2 separate regions of the Hordeum vulgare genome follow, and region 2 is linked to region 1. Evidence: chromatin contacts called from public Hi-C data. All regions are on one chromosome and are shown on one strand. The core of a region is the stretch at or near the end of the contact, and the rest is flanking DNA. Distances in the headings are between cores, read along the strand shown.

What was found. A called contact is a pair of places that touch in the nucleus more often than the background predicts.
Region 2: a Hi-C map of seedling shows a contact between it and region 1, with 4 times the contacts expected there. The contact joins the enhancer-like site here to the promoter of LOC123448446 in region 1. A contact is called at or near these places in 2 of 6 Hi-C or Micro-C datasets (leaf and seedling).

The regions. Positions count from the first base shown.
Region 1 is chr4H:236,899,179-236,903,762 of MorexV3_pseudomolecules_assembly, forward strand. LOC123448446 (U4/U6 small nuclear ribonucleoprotein PRP4-like protein) reads right to left here and starts at 2,725. Exons shown (of 5, transcript XM_045125340.1): 1 at 1,966-2,725; 2 at 205-658; 3 at 1-84. The coding sequence starts at 2,651.
Region 2 is chr4H:237,453,034-237,458,053 of MorexV3_pseudomolecules_assembly, forward strand. No RefSeq gene overlaps it. Among protein-coding and RNA genes, the nearest start is that of LOC123446345, 150 kb to the left of the region's middle. Within about 2 kb of position 2,393, at least 3 of the 3 cell types and tissues checked have open chromatin away from gene starts, as enhancers often do. A contact at or near this core is called in leaf and seedling, where this site is marked.

The DNA of each region.
Region 1 (4,584 bases), core at 1,475-3,974:
CCTCAAATCCCATATTCGACAGAAATTGTCTTCACTTGCAGTTGCAACTAGATGACCATTAGGGGAGAAGCTGACTCCTAGGACCTGACAGAGAATAGAATCATGTCAGTTATAAAAAGGAAAAATATTCCACAACAAATAATCAGATACATAAGACCGCAGAGCAGGTAAGGCACTTGAGAAGTATCCATGCTGTTAACTTACAGGTTTCACATGCCCAATGAGGGTACAGTACAATCTTCCTGACCTTAGATCCCAAACTCGAGCATTCGCATCAAGCCCACAAGATGCAGCTAAAGAACCATCTGGATGAAAGCTAACACCATATACACTTCTGCTATGTCCCTCTTGGAGTAGAAGTTCAGTTCCAGTATTGATGTCCCACAATCTCCAGGTCTTGTCAAAGCTAGCTGTACCAAGGTACTTTCCAGATGGATGAAAAGCAACGCGAGCAAGACGATCCAGGTGACCATCAAAAGACATTAGGAGTGACCCATCGCTGTTCCATAATTTGGCAGTTTTATCAGCTGAGGCTGTCGCTAAGCAGTTATCAACTGGAGAGAAGGCAACATCAGTTGCACGTTCTCTATGTCCTTTCAGGGTTGCAATTTTAGTTATCTGTGGCATGCTCCATACTTTGATGATCCCACTCCATGAACTGCAGAACCAAGAGGAACAAATAGTTATTTTTACTAGAAAGGAAGAAAAGGACATTAGGTGTTGACAAACAACTAATTGCATGTGTCATTGCTAACAATGAAATACTAACATAGACTCAGTTGTGCGTCTTACATGTACCGGTCTTATTTGGTGTGAGTGTGAGTGTGAGCAAGAACTCTCACAATTTGTCAAATCCAATTAAATATTTATAATCTGAGCGTAATGGAGATGCATTCAGTGCTGCTAGGATAAATGCTCCACACATTGCCAAGACATCAGTCCACCTAAAATGGGCCTAACTAATATGCAGGATGCCAACCTTTGTCTACCAGGAAAAGAAGAAATCTGGCCCTGACTTCTTGACAGTGCTGTCAAATTGAACACTAAGGGCTTGTTTGGTTGAAGACCTGGTGAAAAATTGCCTGGCCTGAAACTTCCCGTGGACTTGCCTGGAGTATGTTTGGTTGATATCGTCAAAAAGTGAACACTAGTCTTGCCTGGGACGTGATTAGCCTGCTGAAGCACCAGGCAGCAACATTAGCCTGGACCAGGCATCGGGAAAAGGTCGCCTGGGCTCACGCCTGGGCACTAATTTAGAATTTTCTTGCGTGTTGTGTAATGAAAGCATGGCCCATCAATAGTTTATAGGCTTATAATAGCGATCCAGACCAGGACGCATACAAAACAAGTCACCCCCACAAGCTAGCCTCATCAGGCAAGATTCGTTGGATCAGGCGCACACCAGGCTTCAGTTTTACCCAGCAGGCACGAAGGCCAGGTATCGAACCAAACTGGCCCTAAAATTTCTAGTTATACTAATAAAAAACGACTGACATTAATTTAGCTAAGAAAACCATCATATACCAACATTTTGTTACAATGGCATCAAATTCATCCCATATCTCTACATGGTGAAGTAAAACTGCAATTTTTAAATGTGTGCAAGCTAAACCTGGCTCGCTACGAAAGCAGTTTGCAGTTATCACTGATGAAATGCTCAGGCAAATGTGTATGGATAAATGCACAAAAAATTGAAGAAACGTGGGAATCTGTTATGATAAGCACCGATTCAGATTGTTTTCAGTCATTGAAAACCTAACATTTAAGAAATCTTACTCGCCAGACTATATATGCTCAATCGCAATAGCCAGCAGTTAAGCCAACCCGAAATTAAGAACTGAGCGAGCCGAAATAAGATTACATTATAATGAAGTGGCGTGCAGCTTTAGGCAAGCATTCCTCACTATTCGTCTGATACACAAGCAAACAATGCATTTTCAGGTATCGGTTATTTTGAAGACGTACCTTGTGGCGAGCATTGAGGCATCGCCAGAGAAGGAGCAGCCGGTGAGCGGGCGGTCATCTCCAACCTCGCTGCACTCAAGCACGAAGTCCCCCGCCTGCTTGACAACAAGGCCCGCCTCTGCCTCGGGGTCCTCATCGGGATCAGCGAGGCGGCGCTTGGCCCTGTCGACTCTGGCCTTAGCGCGGGGCAGTGAGTACATAGCTATGTCAAGGCGCGCCTGGAGCAGTTGGTTGGTACCCTCGGTGAAGAAGGGGTACTGGATCTGCTCCGTGTCGTCGTCGTCCGGGGCTCCTTGCTCGTCCTCCTGCGCGCGGAGGAGGCGGTCGAACTGGGCGTCCGCCTCGAGGCGGACCATGAGTGCGCGTAGGCGGTCACGGCGCTCCATCTCGCGCTCGCCGAAGAGCGTGATGGGCTCGCTGAGACGGCGGAGGCGCGTGCGCACGGCGGAGTCGTTGGTGGGCACGGCCATGGCGTAGGCGCGTCGGCGCTGCAGGAGCTCCTGTACGGCGCGCTCGTGGCGCTCCCGCGCGGCGCGGTGGTCGTCGGAGACCTCGTAGCCGGCCTCGTCATCGTCGGCAGCGGCGGATGTGGAGGGTGGGACGGGGATGGGGATGGGGGCGATGGGTGGGTGGACGGGGAGGGGAGCCATGGGAGGGGGGAGGGGCCTGGGGTTCTCCATGGACATTACGCTGGGGTTTGAGAATTGGCACTAGGGTTTGAAGCTGCGAGGCGGCGGTGGTGGCAAACGGGAGCGGCCGAGACACAGAGGGAGATGTTTCTTTTGCTTAGATCATGTCTAGTAGAACCCTCAAACCCCTAACCCTTAAAAATAACCGTTTTTTTTACAGTTTTCGTCCGAAAAACGGCGTAGACTAGAACCCTTAAACCCGTAAATACTTTTAGAGGTCCGACCCTCAAACGCCATCGCAGCCTGTAGAAGTGAGGGTTGGGGGGAGTTTCTCCCCCAACCTGCACTCCATTTCCTCGCGAGCGCGGGAGGAAGTTTCAGCTTCCTTCCCTCCCTCCGCAGCGCCGCCGCCGCCGCCCCGCCCTCCGCCGCCTGCGCCCCGCCCCGGCCGCCCTCCGCCGCCTGCGCCCCGCCCCGGCCGCCCTCTGCCGCCGACGGCCCGCCCTCCGCCGCCTGCCCCGTCCGCATCGCGCGGCCGTCCCTCCGCCGCCACGCCCCGCCCCCGCCGCCACGACCGTCCCACCGCCGCCCCGCCCTCCGCAGCCCGTCCACGCCGGCCCTCCGCAGCGCCTCCGCCCCGCCCTCCGCAGCCCCGGCCGCCCTCCGCAGCGCCGCCCCGTCCCCGCCGGCCCTCCGCAGCGCCGCCGCCCCGGCCGGCCCTCCGCAGCCCCGGCCTCCCCTCCGTCGCCGCTGGCCGGCCCTCCGCCGAAGCCCCGCCCCTCCGGCCATGGCGCCGCCGTCCTCCGAAGAGCCGGCTGCCGCCTCCGCCGAGGCCTCCGCAGCCGGCGCCATCTCCAAGGTCCTCGTCGTCATAGGTGCGTGCGCTTTTCCCTCCCTGCCGCTCCTGGCGCTATGCTTGCTTGCTTGCTCACTGTGTGGGGGTCTGGTCTGGTTGCAGCGATGCAGACGGAGGCGCTCCCGCTCGTCACCCGGTTCCAGCTCGTCGAGGCGGCCGCAGCGATGCAGATTTAAGTGGCAGCAAGTTTCCGTTGGAGAGACGGGCCCTGTTGGATGGTTAGTTCACAGCCTATACATGTCCAAAATGAATTGTGATGGTGAAATCATATAGTGCACAGACGTCATTCGTTGGATAGGCCGGTTATAATTTTAGGTGGAGTATTTGGATGTGAGGCTGTCAAATTCTTGCTAGATGATGTTGCATTCCATGACAGGAGAATAACCATTCCTGTGAGTTCCTGCCTTATGTTTCTTGCCCATTCACAGTGGAATTGCATCGATTTTCTTATAGCATGATTACATCGATAAACTGCAGTGTAATTAGGAAGTCATACTTGTGCTTAGCTAGTTTTACCAAATGCATTCAATAATCCAATATAGAACTAAGATCCATGCTTTTCTTCAAGCACATCGTTGTTTTACTTTTCTATGTCCTATTTGATTCGATCAATTGTTGTAATTTGCTCAAACATTGTTGTAATAATTTGAATGATTATTGTTTTATTCGGTGGTGTAATAATAACTAGAATGATTATTGTTTTATGTCAAATGTGATTGAATTTGTGATATGTCATATGATGAAATGTGTGATATATGAAATAACAGTTTTAAGGGTTGGGGTTGGGGCAAAGACTAGAACCCTCAAACCCAACCCTTATAACGGAATATTCCGTTATAAGGGTTGGGTTTGAGGGTTCTAGTCTTTGCCCCTGTTTTTCAACCCTTAAAAGTGTCAAAAATGACCAATTCTCAACCCTTAAAACTGGTTTTAGATTTAAGGTTTTGAGGGTTCTACTAGAGATGCTCTTAGAGCGTAGAACCCTCGAACCCTTGAAGGAGTTTTAAGGGTCGAGAAGTGTCAGTTTTTGACACTTTTAAGGGTTGAGAAACAGGAGTTGCTTTAAGAATTGAGTTTGAAGGTTTTAGTTTTTGCCTCAACCCCAACCTTTAAGCGGGTGTTTGTTTTCAGAGA
Region 2 (5,020 bases), core at 1,143-3,642, 550 kb after region 1:
CCAGGTTGTCGGCCTAGAACCCATCCTAGATCGAAGAAGAAGAAGAAGAAGAAGAAGAAGAAGAAGGAAACTCCAAATAGAACAACCATCGCGGTCACGTCAAAGTATCACTTTACCTGTACCTACAACTATTGTTGTGGTAATCTGTCAGCCACACGGACTCAACAATCATAGTTTCAAATGTATCAAGACAAGCAAAGTTTCATGGGTGAGGTATGGTTAAGTGGTGAGGTTGCAGCAAGCAACTAAGCATTTGTTTGAGTGGCTAACTTACGAGTACAAGAATAGAAGGGGGGATGATCTATGCATAGCACACGTGAACTAATAATGATCAAATGAATGATCGTAAACACCTACTTACGTCAAACATAACCCCATCTTGTCCTCTTCCGGATACAGAACTCACGAGAAGATACAGTCACAGTTACACACATAGTTGGCATATTTCAATTACATTTACTTCAAGTTATCTAGAACCGTCTATTAAACAAAGTTTCCAAGTTTGCCACATATCTGCGGGCACGGCTTTCTGAAAGATTTAACCCTGCAAGGGTGCTCCAACTAGTCCATCACAAACTACCACACGCTGTGCCGAAATGACCTCAACCACGGAAAACCCGTGATCTCCTCAGGTTCCTATTGAAAAACCTCAACCTCGAGATAGCCCAAAGCATCCTCGGAATCCCTCGCATAAGACATTCGACAAAGGTAAAACAAATACAGCAAGGACGCCCGGCGTGTCGACGATCCCGATAGGAGCCGCGTATCTCATTCTCCAGACCTGACGGATAAGTGAAGCGTACGGTGGCCTAATAGACATCTCCAAGTTGCCCCGGGTTGGCCCCGCATGGTGCTCTAGTTTTGGACCAGCACCAGCAGCACTGCCCCCTGTATTATGTTGAATTACTCCTCGGTGCATGACGCCCTATGTTTTTTAGTATTATTATGTTGGGGAAATGTAGTACCAATGTTGGGTCTACATAACAACCCCAAGCATGTTAGGAGCGCTCATTTATGGAACATAACACCAGTAGCCGAAACTAAGGCGGCAATTATGGAACAAAACACCAGGCTAGAAGGTCAGGCCTTCCACCTTTTATCAAGTATATAGGTGCATTAAATTAATTAGCAATAGTGTGGTGATATAAAAGAAACCCATGTTTTCACATCGAAGCAACTTCACCTGCAACTAGCAACGCTATCAAGAGGCTGAGCAAGCGGTAACATAGCCAAACAATGGTTTGCTGGGTTGTGGAAAGGTTAGAGGCTTTTCCTGGCAGTGTTGGGAGGCTGACATTTAAGTGGTAGGCAGCGAAACATAGCGAAAGAAACGAGACAACTAGCATGGCAATGATAGTAATGGTATATAGGAAAATGGTCATCTTGCCTGTGATCCCGCTTGGAAGAAAAACGAATCCGTGAAGAAGACGAACCGACGTTGTCGAGCGAATCCTCACATTCTGACATACTTGCGGAACTCTATCGAGAAGAAGCAATCCGGACACAAGAATCAACACGCGATAACACCACACATATTGATGACAAGATGCATAAACACATATGATGAATGTCCGGTTTAATTATGCATGACACGACAAAGCACAACAATTTATTAGTACACATTAAATGAAGCTCAATATGCAACGAGTTGCATATTGACAAAACCCCACATTCATATATTTAGTTCACTCCTGTTAGGTACACGACAATATTAAATGTTGCTAAATATTGCAAGAGGTGAAACTATATAAACTATCTATGTAGGCATTTTAAATGAGGTCGGAAACAACTTATAACATTTCCGAAATGACCCCCTATGTGTTACTTTAGAAATTGGTCCAGATCTGAACTAAACATGTTTTATATTTATTAAACAACAAAATAAATGTCACCTTGTTATTCTACACATTTTTCTAGGTAAGTTACTTATGGGGAACATTTTAATCAAAGCTACGGTTAATTAGCTATGAGAGAAAACGTTTTAACATGGCAATTAATGTAAATTAAAGCAAACAACACATTTAAATATTTTTAACATGTATGAAAGTTGAAAAATATTAAACTACATAAAATCTAGGCATTTTACATGTTCAAATCATATTAATCCGATGCCCGGTTAATTCTCTATTAGTGTGTTTAAAATGATGTTTTTTCTAAAAATATGAAGAAAAAATGTGTAGAATAACAAGGTGACATTTATTTGCATAAATTCGTATAGCCCAAAAAAATTGATTTGGGCCGGTTTTCATAAATTCGCATAGCCCAAAAAAATTGATTTGGGCCGGTTTGCAGCACCCTGGCCACGACGATCTGGCCTGAATGAGGTGGGCTAGTGCGTGTGCAAAAGAAATACAGGGCTTGAACAAAAACATGGGTCTCATGGGAATAGAACACAGGACCTATCAGATACTGGCGCTCCTCATTAACCAGCTGGGGCACGAAGCAACACTGATAGCTAAAAGATCTTGACCTAGATGAACATTACCCTGTCACTAACTGAACAAACTGAAAACTGATCGCTTGAAATGCAGGTGCAGCTACGCGATGCGAGGAACAAAGCCACGGTCGGCGGCTCCAGGGCGAGGCAGTCCAGACCCAGAGCAAGGACGAGCTGATCCAGGGCTGGGGCATCCATTCCCGATAGCGGAGGCACGGGGCAGCCTCCGAGCTCGAGGCTGCTGCGGCGGCGGCTCCAATGGCCGGCGGCCATGCGGGGCTGTTCCTGCACGAGCGAGAGGGAGAGCGAGACACAGAGGAGGGAGAGGAAGAGCGCGGGAAGGAGGAGCAGAGTAGGGCGCGGCTCCGGTCGACGTGCTATTGGTCGGAGGCGACAAAGGTCAGCGACTCGAAGTGCTTCCATGGCTGGCTCCATTGCTGCGGCGTCCGGTTCTGAACTCCTGAACAAAACACATGAGAGAGAGACGAGACGAGGGAGAGAGCAGATGGAGAGGGAAACGAGGGGAAGGGGACCGGAGGGACCCGGGGTCCTGGCCTGCTGGTTCGCTAACCGGCGGCGGCCGGTCCTACGAGGAGAGCGAGGAGGCTCGGTTGCGAGGCCTCCGGCTCGGCTGCCGTCGCCTGCAGAAAGAGAGACAGAGAGAAAATTCAGGGAGGAAAAACAGGTGAAGCGAAGCAGGGGAAGATGGCAGACTCTGGAGATCCTACCGCGGCATGGAGGAGCTCCGGCAAGGCTCGACGTGCTGGCTGGACAACGACGAGGAAGACCATGGAGTCAAGCTTCGCGGCGGATGGCTGCTGCGGCCGCGTGCGCTCGGGCATGGGCGATGGGATGGATCGGGAGGGCTCGTTGGTTGTGTTAGACTAGGTGGTTATACCGTATGCGCTCTTGTATAGTCAGCCATACTGTAGTTATGATCGTGCAGCAGTTGTACTAGGTAGTGTTGGACGTCCGGTGGTAGTGGCACACCCACGATCCTGCTCGGCTGAGCCAGCAGCCTATATTTACCCCCCAGCCTTGAGCATAACGATGTGTGTTGAGTCTCATCTTCTCCCCTGCGCAAACATGTTATCACACACCACCGGCCTGCACAATTCCTTCGTGCAGGCCCCCGATCTTGCTTCCGCTTCCACCATGGACGAGAACCCCGTCCTCTCTCCTCAATCCTTTATCGACGGTGCTGCTGGTGTCCTTGCTGACGCAGCCGACGTCCTGGCCGCGGAACCCCTCGAGCACCTCGCACCGGCCGCCTCCGTCGTGCTGGTCACGCCACCTCCCTCTGTTCCCTCCACAGCCCTCAAACCGCCGACATCCGCCGCCAAGTTCCCGTCGTGTTTGACCTCCTGGCCGGCAACTACTCTCAATGGCGGCGCCATTTCGACACGGCGATCGGCATGTTCAGTTTTCGTGCTCTAGTCGACGCCGTGGCGGTCCCTCGCCCCGACGATCCCGAGTGGCAGATGGCGGATCACACTTTCATCCATTGGCTCTACGCCACCATGTCGCTGGAGCTTCTGGATGCAGTCATGCACCCCGAGGACACGGCCCTCACTGTGTGGATCGTCGTCGACGAGCTCTTCCACAACAACCAGCTCAGTCGTGTAGTGTACATCGACGCCAAGTATCACGCTGTCGTTGAGGGCGACATGACGGTGATGCAGTACTGCACCAAGCTCAAGACCTTCGTCGATCAACTCCGCCATCTGGGCCAGCCGGTGACCGAATCGCGTCAGGTCTTTCATCTTCTCTGCGGTCTCAACCTCCAGTTCCATTCTATCATCCCGCACATCACCTGTCAGGTCCCGCTCCCGTCATTCCTCCAAGTGCGCTCCTTCCTTCTGTTTGAGGAGCACCGTGCTGAGCAGCGGCTCGCCAACAGTCTGTGCATGCTCTCTTCGCTAGGCGCGGCTCTCCTTCGACTCTGGCGCCGCCTTCCCCAACACCCGCCACCGACAACACGCGTGGCCGTGACCGTGGACAGCGTCGCCGCGGTCGTGGCAACAGCACCACCTCTGCCTCGCCAACGCCTCCGGCGCCTTGCCGGCTCCCAGCGCAAACTCTTGGACGGGCCTCGTCCAGGCCTGGCCCATGCTGTGGCGCGCCCTCGGCACCTCGCCCCGGCACGCCCCACCAACACGCCATGTTCGCGCCCCCGGCTCCGTATGGTTACGGCACGCCCGGCGTGCTTTTGCCAGGGTACGACGCTCCTGGCAGCCTACCTCCCATCTACGGTTCCCTGGGCGCCAGTTCCTCCACCGCGCCGCCGCCGCAGCCGTGGGACATGCAATCGCTGCAGGCTGCGCTCCACAGCACCAGACTAGTATAAAAGAAGGCTTTGGTCCACTCGATGAAATCCCATTAGTGTGGATTCACTTACGAACCGGGACCAATGGGGGCATCGGTCCCGATTCGTGAGGTCAGGGCGCCGGCCGGGCTTCGTGGACCATTGGTCCCGGTTCGTCTGCCCCTTTGGTCCCGGTTCCAGACACGAACCGGGACCAATGTGCCTCGCTCCGGACCCACAACCATTAGTCCCGGTTTTTGACTGAAACCGGGACCCTA